3 separate regions of the Mus musculus genome follow, and all the other regions are linked to region 1. A link is a contact called in public Hi-C and HiCAR-type data. All regions are on one chromosome and are shown on one strand. The core of a region is the stretch at or near the end of the contact, and the rest is flanking DNA. Distances in the headings are between cores, read along the strand shown.

The links. A called contact is a pair of places that touch in the nucleus more often than the background predicts. HiCAR-type assays count read pairs that join an accessible place to other places.
Region 2: a HiCAR-type map of kidney shows a contact between it and region 1, with 5 times the contacts expected there. The contact joins two enhancer-like sites. A contact is called at or near these places in 1 of 39 promoter capture datasets (the SN4741 cell line), 7 of 484 Hi-C or Micro-C datasets (bone marrow-derived macrophages, cardiomyocytes, embryonic stem cells and 3 more) and 11 of 115 datasets of contacts at active chromatin or transcription factors (astrocytes, bone marrow-derived macrophages, embryonic basal ganglia and 5 more).
Region 3: a contact with region 1 is called in a Hi-C map of cortical neurons, with 2.2 times the contacts expected there. The contact joins two enhancer-like sites. A contact is called at or near these places in 10 of 484 Hi-C or Micro-C datasets (the N1E-115 cell line, Sertoli cells, cerebral cortex and 7 more) and 7 of 115 datasets of contacts at active chromatin or transcription factors (embryonic midbrain, embryonic stem cells, neural progenitor cells and 3 more).

Annotation. Positions count from the first base shown.
Region 1 is chr13:99,092,007-99,094,895 of GRCm38.p6, reverse strand. No RefSeq gene overlaps it. Among named protein-coding and RNA genes, the nearest start is that of 2310020H05Rik, 5.5 kb to the right of the region's middle. Within about 2 kb of position 1,390, at least 104 of the 459 cell types and tissues checked have an H3K27ac peak or open chromatin away from gene starts, as enhancers often do. A contact at or near this core is called in cortical neurons and kidney, where this site is marked.
Region 2 is chr13:98,843,872-98,846,760 of GRCm38.p6, reverse strand. Tnpo1 (transportin 1) reads left to right here. Exons shown (of 24, transcript NM_178716.3): 23 at 198-340; 24 at 2,141-2,889. The coding sequence ends at 305. Among named protein-coding and RNA genes, the nearest start is that of Gm34995, 29 kb to the right of the region's middle. Within about 2 kb of position 1,355, at least 7 of the 459 cell types and tissues checked have an H3K27ac peak or open chromatin away from gene starts, as enhancers often do. A contact at or near this core is called in kidney, where this site is marked.
Region 3 is chr13:99,315,733-99,318,621 of GRCm38.p6, reverse strand. No RefSeq gene overlaps it. Among named protein-coding and RNA genes, the nearest start is that of Ptcd2, 28 kb to the left of the region's middle. Within about 2 kb of position 1,406, at least 11 of the 459 cell types and tissues checked have an H3K27ac peak or open chromatin away from gene starts, as enhancers often do. A contact at or near this core is called in cortical neurons, where this site is marked.

The DNA.
Region 1 (2,889 bases), core at 141-2,640:
CAATTGTTGAATGTTTAGTTCACAAGTACTCATTGTATGGCTTATGCATTTATTTATTATCTGGGACTGGGAGTAGAAGCCAAAATTTACACGTGCTAGACAATTCTCTACCATTGAGCTTCAACCCCAAATAGGATACATTTTCCAATGCTTTTTGTGCTATGTTATCATAGTCTTTGAGGTGGGTGCTTCATGTCAAATTCCAACATGGAAAGCTAACCAAGAGTCCTCTCCTAGAGTTGACCCAGACAGAGCCCCTGCTTAAAAAGGTAGACGTGATTAAACATTAGAACATAGCCTTCCTGACTTTTCCTATATTCACCTTTTATATGGAATAAAAAAATACCATTTATACACTGCTGCACATTGTGATCTGTTTATTTAATCACCCACACTCATATTTCTTTATTTTAAAGATAGTGTCTCAGTCTGTTGCCAAAGCTGACCACAAACTCATGGCAATCCTCCTGCTTCAGACTCCCAAGTACTGATTCATAGACTGGCCCATCTGACCCCACCGTCAATGCCTGGCATGGCCATTCATCTGCACAAACATTGTGCATTGGCTCTACGTCTCGATGTTCGTAAGCTTTCTGCACTATGTACCTGTTTATTTAATCAGCCTCCTCCTGCTGAGCGGTTGGTTAGGCATTCACAAACTATCATCATCCCAAAATGTAACAATTAACAGCCTTGTGCTTGGTTGAATCATTTGAAATGACCACACTTTTATACATCGAATAAAAATAAAAGTGAACATGTGGGCTTCGTGGTATACACGCTCTGGGATGTGCATTTCTTGAAGTAGGGTTACTGCTCTAAGGATATTCAAAAAAAAAATCTCAAGGGTTATTAATATCTCATTCTCCTAAAGAATACAGGTTTACCCTGCACTCGGTGGTGCATGCCCTACACAGGAAAAAAAAAGCGTTCATCCTTCTGAATCTATTAGAAAAATCATCCCTCAGAGGTTAGCGTTCTTCCTTTCATTGTTAGTGGGGATGCTCAACATCTTTCTGTATGCAGGCTGCATTCCTCCACCACCCTCCAATTTCTACCTGCACAACAGACAGACAGACAGACACGTACATAGATACATAAATGAAAAAAAAATAAAATCTGGTTTCAAAAGACCTGTATTGAAAGCTCCCTTTACAGGAGATAGAAATGGGCTATTTTCCTGCCTTCAGATTTCTGATACTGGACACACAGACAGGTTGTGTCTGCTCGCAGTGAGCTTCGTTGACTTTAATCTTCTGCTTTCTGAATGTTACTTGGTTGGGAAATCCGGCTTGCCTCAGCGAGGAAAGGCATTCTCTCACCTACAGGTCCTGCACAAGGCTGCCTCTGTGCAAACGTGTTGCCTGGCTACCAGCAGGGGGCCCGGCAGCTCTGTAGGCTTCCTGACTGCCTCCATTTTCTCTCCTCCTAAACAAGGCTGTCTCTCCAGCACAGAGAGGTAATTGCTGGCTTCTGCTTAGACAGACTAGCTTAGCGAATTAAAGTCGTCTGGCTTCCACCACAGCAATTAGTATGCAAATTACCGGTATATTACCTGCCTAGTCATAAATTACATTGACAAACTTAATATTCACAGATGCAACATACCAGTGTGGATCATTTTTCTGGTTTCCAGTGGTAGCAGAGCAGAGCGATTCATCACCTTATTGAACCGTAACACATTAAATCAACAGTTGAGAAATTAAGCATTTTTCAAAGCATTTTGTTATGCACTTATTTCTTTCAGCGGGCAATGAAGCAGAGCATTAAATATGTGGTGTGTCTCCATAGACTAAATGGCCAGCGGATACATTTAAGCCTAAAATAGTTCTTTTGTAACAACAACCAAAAAAAAAAAAAAAAAAAAAAATCCACAGCAAAGGAAAATCTATGAAGTAACACAATCTATTGAGTCCTCTTTAATGTCATTAGAACCAAATACTCTCTTTTCTAGTTCAGTTCCCAGAACCGTGAAAAACCACTAATCCCAATATAGAGTTGATGCGAACACTGTTCACTAATGGGAAATGTCTAAGCCCAAGGATTTGAGCTGCATAGGCTGACAGTAAATCTTTATGGTAAAGCGGTGTATGTTGGTTAGCTCACTAAATTAATTGCACCTAACTATGTGGGCTTTGCCAGTTTTAACTAAATACACTTTTGAGTCTTTTTACTGAACAGGGGGTGGGGGTGAGTTCAAATCGAGAGAGACAAGTTCAAGTCTGTTCATGACTATAGTATCGATCTTCTTCCATTATCCGAGAGATAAGCTGCATTCTTCGTCAGGTCAGTGACGTGACCCCTGAGCTCGGACAGACTCAGCACTGGCCCCAGGCAGATAGTTTCTGTCAGTGTGCCAGACGCTCTCCAAGTGTTTTGTCTGCAAAGGCCTCCAAGGAGCTCGGGAGAGTCCAAAATTCTTCCCTCCCAGGCCTGCCTGCACACTCCCACAAAATAGAACGGCCTTTGCTTTCAGATTGTGACACTGCTATGCAAGTGATCAAAGGACATGTCTGTTAATCATTTAAGCAAGGAAATCCGAGAAAGTTCACTAGAGATGGCTCACAAGAATACCCCGAGAGAGACTCAACTTCAGAGGTGCAGATAGAGCTAACCACAAATCGACCACAGGGCTCATGTCTTAGGCGGGCTATTTGACTTTGAAAAGTGAGTTTACATACACAATACTATCTTTTGAACCAAACCACCATGTCCCCTGTAGAGATGGGATAGAACAGCACTCTCCTGGGACAGCCTGGGCCTGTGGTATCTCCTGTGTCCCACCCCCACCCTCACCCTCCCACCCCCACCATATCTGGGAATGTGTATCATCACTCCAAACACTGAGAAGAGCCAGTTTGGGCCTGCCTTTCCCCTCAAGCTGTCTCA
Region 2 (2,889 bases), core at 106-2,605, 250 kb after region 1:
TGAGTTTTAAACTTAAAGCATGGAGGTGGTTTTGGTGAAGTCATACGGTATAGAGAGTTTAATTAACAGGGTTTGAGAATTAATACCTTGAAATGTTTAAAAGTCATAATTAACATCAATAATGTTTGACTCCTAAAGCTATATAGATCTGAGGTTTTATCTTTATTAATAAGTTAATAGCTTGTCACTCTTTGCAGATCCTTCATGGATTTAAAAACCAAGTTGGGGATGAAAATTGGAGGCGATTCTCTGACCAGTTTCCTCTTCCCTTAAAAGAGCGTCTTGCAGCTTTTTATGGTGTTTAATCTAATACACTTAAGCTGCAGTCCCAAAACTAGGGGTAAGTTACAAGTTTTAGAAATGTTCAGAGTGAAAGACTAATAGTGTGGTCAAATAATGCTCATACCCACACACACTCTCTTAACAGAGATCCTGGTTGGTACACTAGTTTGATATCTACATTAGTTTACTCTTCTCACTCTCTTTCTGTACAAGAGCGGTTAGTCACGGTGGTGGGGAGCAGTGGCAAAAGTGGTTCATTTTTGAAGCCTTAACTTTATAATTTTACACATGGCAAGGGCAAGAGGCTTTATGTTATAACCTTTAAGGAAACACATTTAACATTGAAACTGAATTCTGGGAGTAGATGATGTTTTACACCCTTGTGTCAGGCACCCACATTCTTTCAAAGTTGTTCATGGAAGACTGGGTTTGAAGAAGTCCAGAGCCAAGTGCTTTGGGTGTTTGCTCTAGATAATCTCTGTTCACAACTCCAGACTAAGCTGTTCTTGCTTAGCTACGGTTCCCTTGGTGAGTTGTGCTGAGAGTGAAACTGTGGGCATAGTGACAGAGCTTGGTGTGTTTGCCTTGCACACTATTTAGACCAGTACAGTGAGCTCAACCTGAACACAACCTGAGACCTATCTGAAAGCCAAAGGACACACTAAATGTGTAAAAATGTGGATTTTACTAAATTGTAGTACCCTGTACATCACAAGGGTTGGGATTGTTTCATTTTGGTTTTTGCTAGCTGCTTGTTAAGTCTGAGCCAGAAAGATTCATTACCTGAGTTACCTAGCCTAGCAGGGAGTAGAAATCAGTTTGTAGCCTCAGACTCTCTAGGCCCTCTGTGATGTTCACTTCAGTGAAGAGCCCTCGGTGTCAGCATTTGCTTTCTCTGATCCTAAGAATGCACTGGGGTGGGGGTGGGGGGGTGACTTAGCTCTGAAGAGGCAGTCTTGGTAGTGTGTCTCTTTGGTGTCTCTTTGGTGCCACCACCAACTAAGGTTAACTGATGATCCTGCTTCTGGATCAGGTAGAAAATAATTGTTTCCTAGTTAGATTTAAGAGTGCCACGGTGGCCTTTATTCTTGCTACTTTGTGTTCCCATTTAAAAGCAGGAGAATAGGGGCTGGTTGTTACTTCACTGGTGGGTTAATTAACCACTGTGAATTCATTCAAACATTTACCAAGTGTTCAAAGTTTGATTGTTTTTTTTTTTTGTGAAAGGACCATTGTCAGACATTGGTTTAACCAGCTTAGTAGTGTTGATTTCTTAGGTCTATCTTCACATTGAACTGTGTTAGTAATTTTAAAACTTCACATCAGCAACATGAGATTGCCTGAGAATATAGAAAATAAGCACATTAAGTAGTTGAAAGGAGAACTAATTAAGAACATCAAGAAAATGGGTGTGTGTTTTATTTCTGGACATTACTACTTTCTGACCCTAGTAGGGTAAAATTAGAATTTGTTTCCTTAGACATTGGATAAAAAGGAAAGTGACTATCTTAAATTAAGATTTTATTTTTTAAGAAAGTAAAGTGGCATTATGCAGGAAATGTTCAGTTTGAATTTAGGGCCATTCTGCTAAAAGAGGTAAAGATAAGTAGCATGCAAGGCAGGATTCATTATATGAAGCATTAGACTCTGTATGTTCCCAATGTGGGTTTGCCTTCCTTCATATCTGATGCAGACTGTCCAGAGTCTCAGAAGAACATAGCATGATCTTAGTCAATTTGCCCATTTTCTTATTTTCTCTATTGCTAGAGATAGAATTGTTATTGGACTGGATTTATGCTCCATTGGCTCTGAAACAGAGGAAGGTATTAAAGATGAACTTGGTTTTGTTTTTTTGCAGGTCCGTCAGTCTTGGAGACTATGGGAGCCTCTGCACCCAGGGAAAATGTTACCCTTTACAGGGGGGAAGGGTAAACCAGTAGGGAATACAGTACAATCCCAACCCTACTGGGAGGGGCGGGAGGGAGGTGTTGCCGTCACTGTACTAAGTCGATGTTGGGAAATGTTTTAACATCTGGAGCCTTTGTGGGTGGAAATCTGTCTCCAATTACAACTCTGCACTGGATGTGAAGAAGCAAAAACTATTCCGTCTACTCACAGAACAGTACTTTCTGGAATATTATGGGGGATTGTACCAAAACAAGAACCACTTAAACAATGCCTAGGGAATGATAAGGAGGAGGAAAATCCCAGGTCCACAGCAAAGGACACCTAAGAGTGGGAGGCTGCAGCAGTAAGGTGGCTTTTTATCAAAGGTTTTTATATAAATTTCCCACGTTACGGGGCCTTGTTTTGCATGCTGATGAAGAACTACTTAAAACTAACAGTTAAAATCAGCTTGCCTCCCCTAGTAGAAGCAGGTTCTTGGAAGTTACAATTTAAGGTACCCCCAAAAAGTTGGAAATAAAAGGAAACAAATTTGAACAACGAAGCACCCTGTGACATGCCGACGCGCCACTCCTTTATCTTTGCGGGCTGGGCAGGGAGGGAGGAATAACTGGGGTCGGGGATCAAACGAAAGGTGACATCTAATTTCACATTAAAATGTTAGTGGATATAATTTCATGGTTGTACTTCTTAGATTTAATT
Region 3 (2,889 bases), core at 157-2,656, 220 kb before region 1:
CACAGGGATACATGAGGCCTTCTTCCTGCTCTCATCATGCACAGGAGCCCATCTCACAGTTATCAGAAAGAGTTTGCCTGTGTTCTGTAAAGCGTTAGACAGCCTCATTAAAAAAAAAAAAAAACAAAGCAACAACAAAAAATTCTTCTTAGAAAATAATGGCTTCTGTGTGTGCCTGGTGTTTTGTAAACAACAGCAAAAGTTGATTCCTGTACCTGCAAAGCCTTAGAGAATAGACCATGCTTCCCCAACTTACCTTGTGTAAATGGCTGTAATGCGTTAGATAATTGTGGTGCTCTTTGTTAGGCCACAACCACTCATTAACAAAAACAAAAATGGAAAAAGCACAAACAACTTCATGAATAATAAATACCAACCTTCCTGCCCCCTGCTTCCCCGAGAGGGAGACTGCTGGCCTCTGCTGATGGAGACCAGCCGTCATACCTGTTTTAAAGCCTCAGTAGCAAGATAACTAATGCACACTGTTAGAGGTGAGCACTTAAAATGTATTAGTTACTATTTCTTTTAAATTTTATGTATATTGGTGTTTTGCCTGCATGTGTGAGGGAGTCAGATCCTCTGAAACAGGAGTTATAGACAATTGTGAGCTGCCATGTGGGTGCTAGGAATTCAACCTGGGTCCTCTAGAAGAAAAGCCAGTGTTCGTAACCACTGAGACATCTCTCCAGTTCCCCATAATTACTTTTAAAAAAACAAAAAAACAGAATGCACTGGTTCTCCACTTGTGGGGTATGGGTTACAGTGTGCCCCCTTTGGGGACAAATGGCCCTTTCACAGGGTTGCATATCAGATATTTACATTATGATTCATAACAAGCAAAATTGTGGTTATGATACCGCAAGGAAAATAATTTTATAGTTGGGGGTCACCACGACATGAGGAACTGTATTAAAGGGTTGAGGTGTTAGGAAGGTTGAGAACCACTGATCTGTGGGTGCTTGGGTGACAGCAGAAGCAGGGTCACTTATGCCAGAGTTGATGAAAAGAAGGAAATGACCCAGCACATAGCAAGGGTTATTGTTCCTCAGGCTCTAACAGAGCAGTTGGCTATATATCTCATTGAACCTTCAGGAAAGCCCTCTGAGATAGCATTACCCCACTTCTCAGGAAAAACTGGAGGTCATAGATTGGATACCAGGGAGTAGAAGACAATGGTATTTAAAACAGGCTGTTGGGAAGCACTTTAGTAAACATGTTTCTAATCACATGTCTGTATTGCCTGTGTGTGTGTCTGTCTGTCTGTTTTGTGTGTGTGTCTGTGTTTTGTGTGTCTGTTTTGTATGTGTATATGTGTACTTTTATTCATGCTGTGTTCTTTTCTACAGCAGCAGAACTTAGCCGAGACAGCAGAGGGCGCCCAGATTCTCTCTCTCTCTCTCTCTCTCTCTCTCTCTCTCTCTCTCTCTCTCTCTTTTAGGGTACCAGTTTTCAAAAATGTCTTCCATTCCTGGAACTCAGAGAGAGCAGAAATTCATATTGAGGCTACATGGGTAAAGTACCCACGTACCTGACAGATGCAGAAGACATCTTCGTCACACAAAAACACTAGATGACTCACTAGAGAATTGAGTGTATTTAGATCTGCCCAACTTGAAGAATTGTTCAGAGGTCACATTCAATTCCATGAAAGTTACATACCGAGTCTTCACAGAGTACTGATTATATGATGTTGGGATTCAAATGAAACGCGTCCCTACCAGAGACCAGAACACCAGGGAGGAGCAAAGGGACAAAGACTTGCTCCAGAGGACTTAACTGAGAAATCAACAAGCGGTTCTCAAAATCCTCCAGTGCACTGGAAGGAAACTCTAAAACTGAACAGGGAGGGAAATCTCCGAAGGAGCAGTCTCTGTAGGAGAGCAGTCTTCAGGCTGCAAACATCTTGGGGACAGAGCTATGGTGGACATTTTCTACACACACTCTCAACACTGGCCCTCGGAACAGGAGGGAAGGCTTTGGCGTTCCTCTGATCCCAGCCTTGGAAGGCTTTGGTGTTCCACTGAGCCCAGCCTTGGAAGGCTTTGGCGTTCCTCTGATCCCAGCCTTGGAAGGCTTTGGCATTCCGCTGAGCCCAGCCTTGGAAAGCTTTGGCATTTTCCCATAGCTCTGAGGCTTTGGTCCTTGACATGGCTGTGTTCGTGTCAAACAATACATATTTACACAGGACTTTACCCCTCAAGACTTTCCCCATTCTCCACAATCTCAATATATTATATTTAAAAATCATGTGTGATGGCTACCTGCCCCAGATCCAATAGAAATCTGAAGGCCAGATTCATTTCTGTATATGATGTTAAGTAGGCTTTTTGTAGGCTTTTGTATTTAGGAGTTAAAGAAAGAAAGCAAAAAGTCTACTGCACTGTTTATAAAGAGAAGATGACTTCTTGGGCTCATGACCTCTTGTCACAAGCCATCCAGTGAAGCTTACTTCTATAAGATCCACCTTGTCAGGGTGTGGGGTAGGAGGTGGTCTTCCTTTATAACCCAGTCTAAACTGAAGATCCTCCTGCCTTAGCCTGCCAGGATTCTAGATGTGTGCCACAGTGCTTGACCAAGCTCTTTCCTGACAAAGAGATAAGTTAAAGTCAGTGCCTCATAGGGCAGAGAGCAGCCCTGCTACCATGCCTCCTGCCCTGCCCTGAGCCATGCTGTAAATGCTCAGCCCTTGGCTTGTAGCTTGACTTTGAAGGCTGTAGAACCTGTAGGAGGTATGGCCTGCCTGGTAGACATAGGTCACTAGGGCCAGGCCCTTGAGGGTCAGTCTGTCCCTGGCTCCCATCTATCTACACTCTCCCTGTTGCACTGCCATGTGACGATTAGAACTACCCACACAGTACCTTCCCCACAGAGAGGGACTTAAATCCCTCT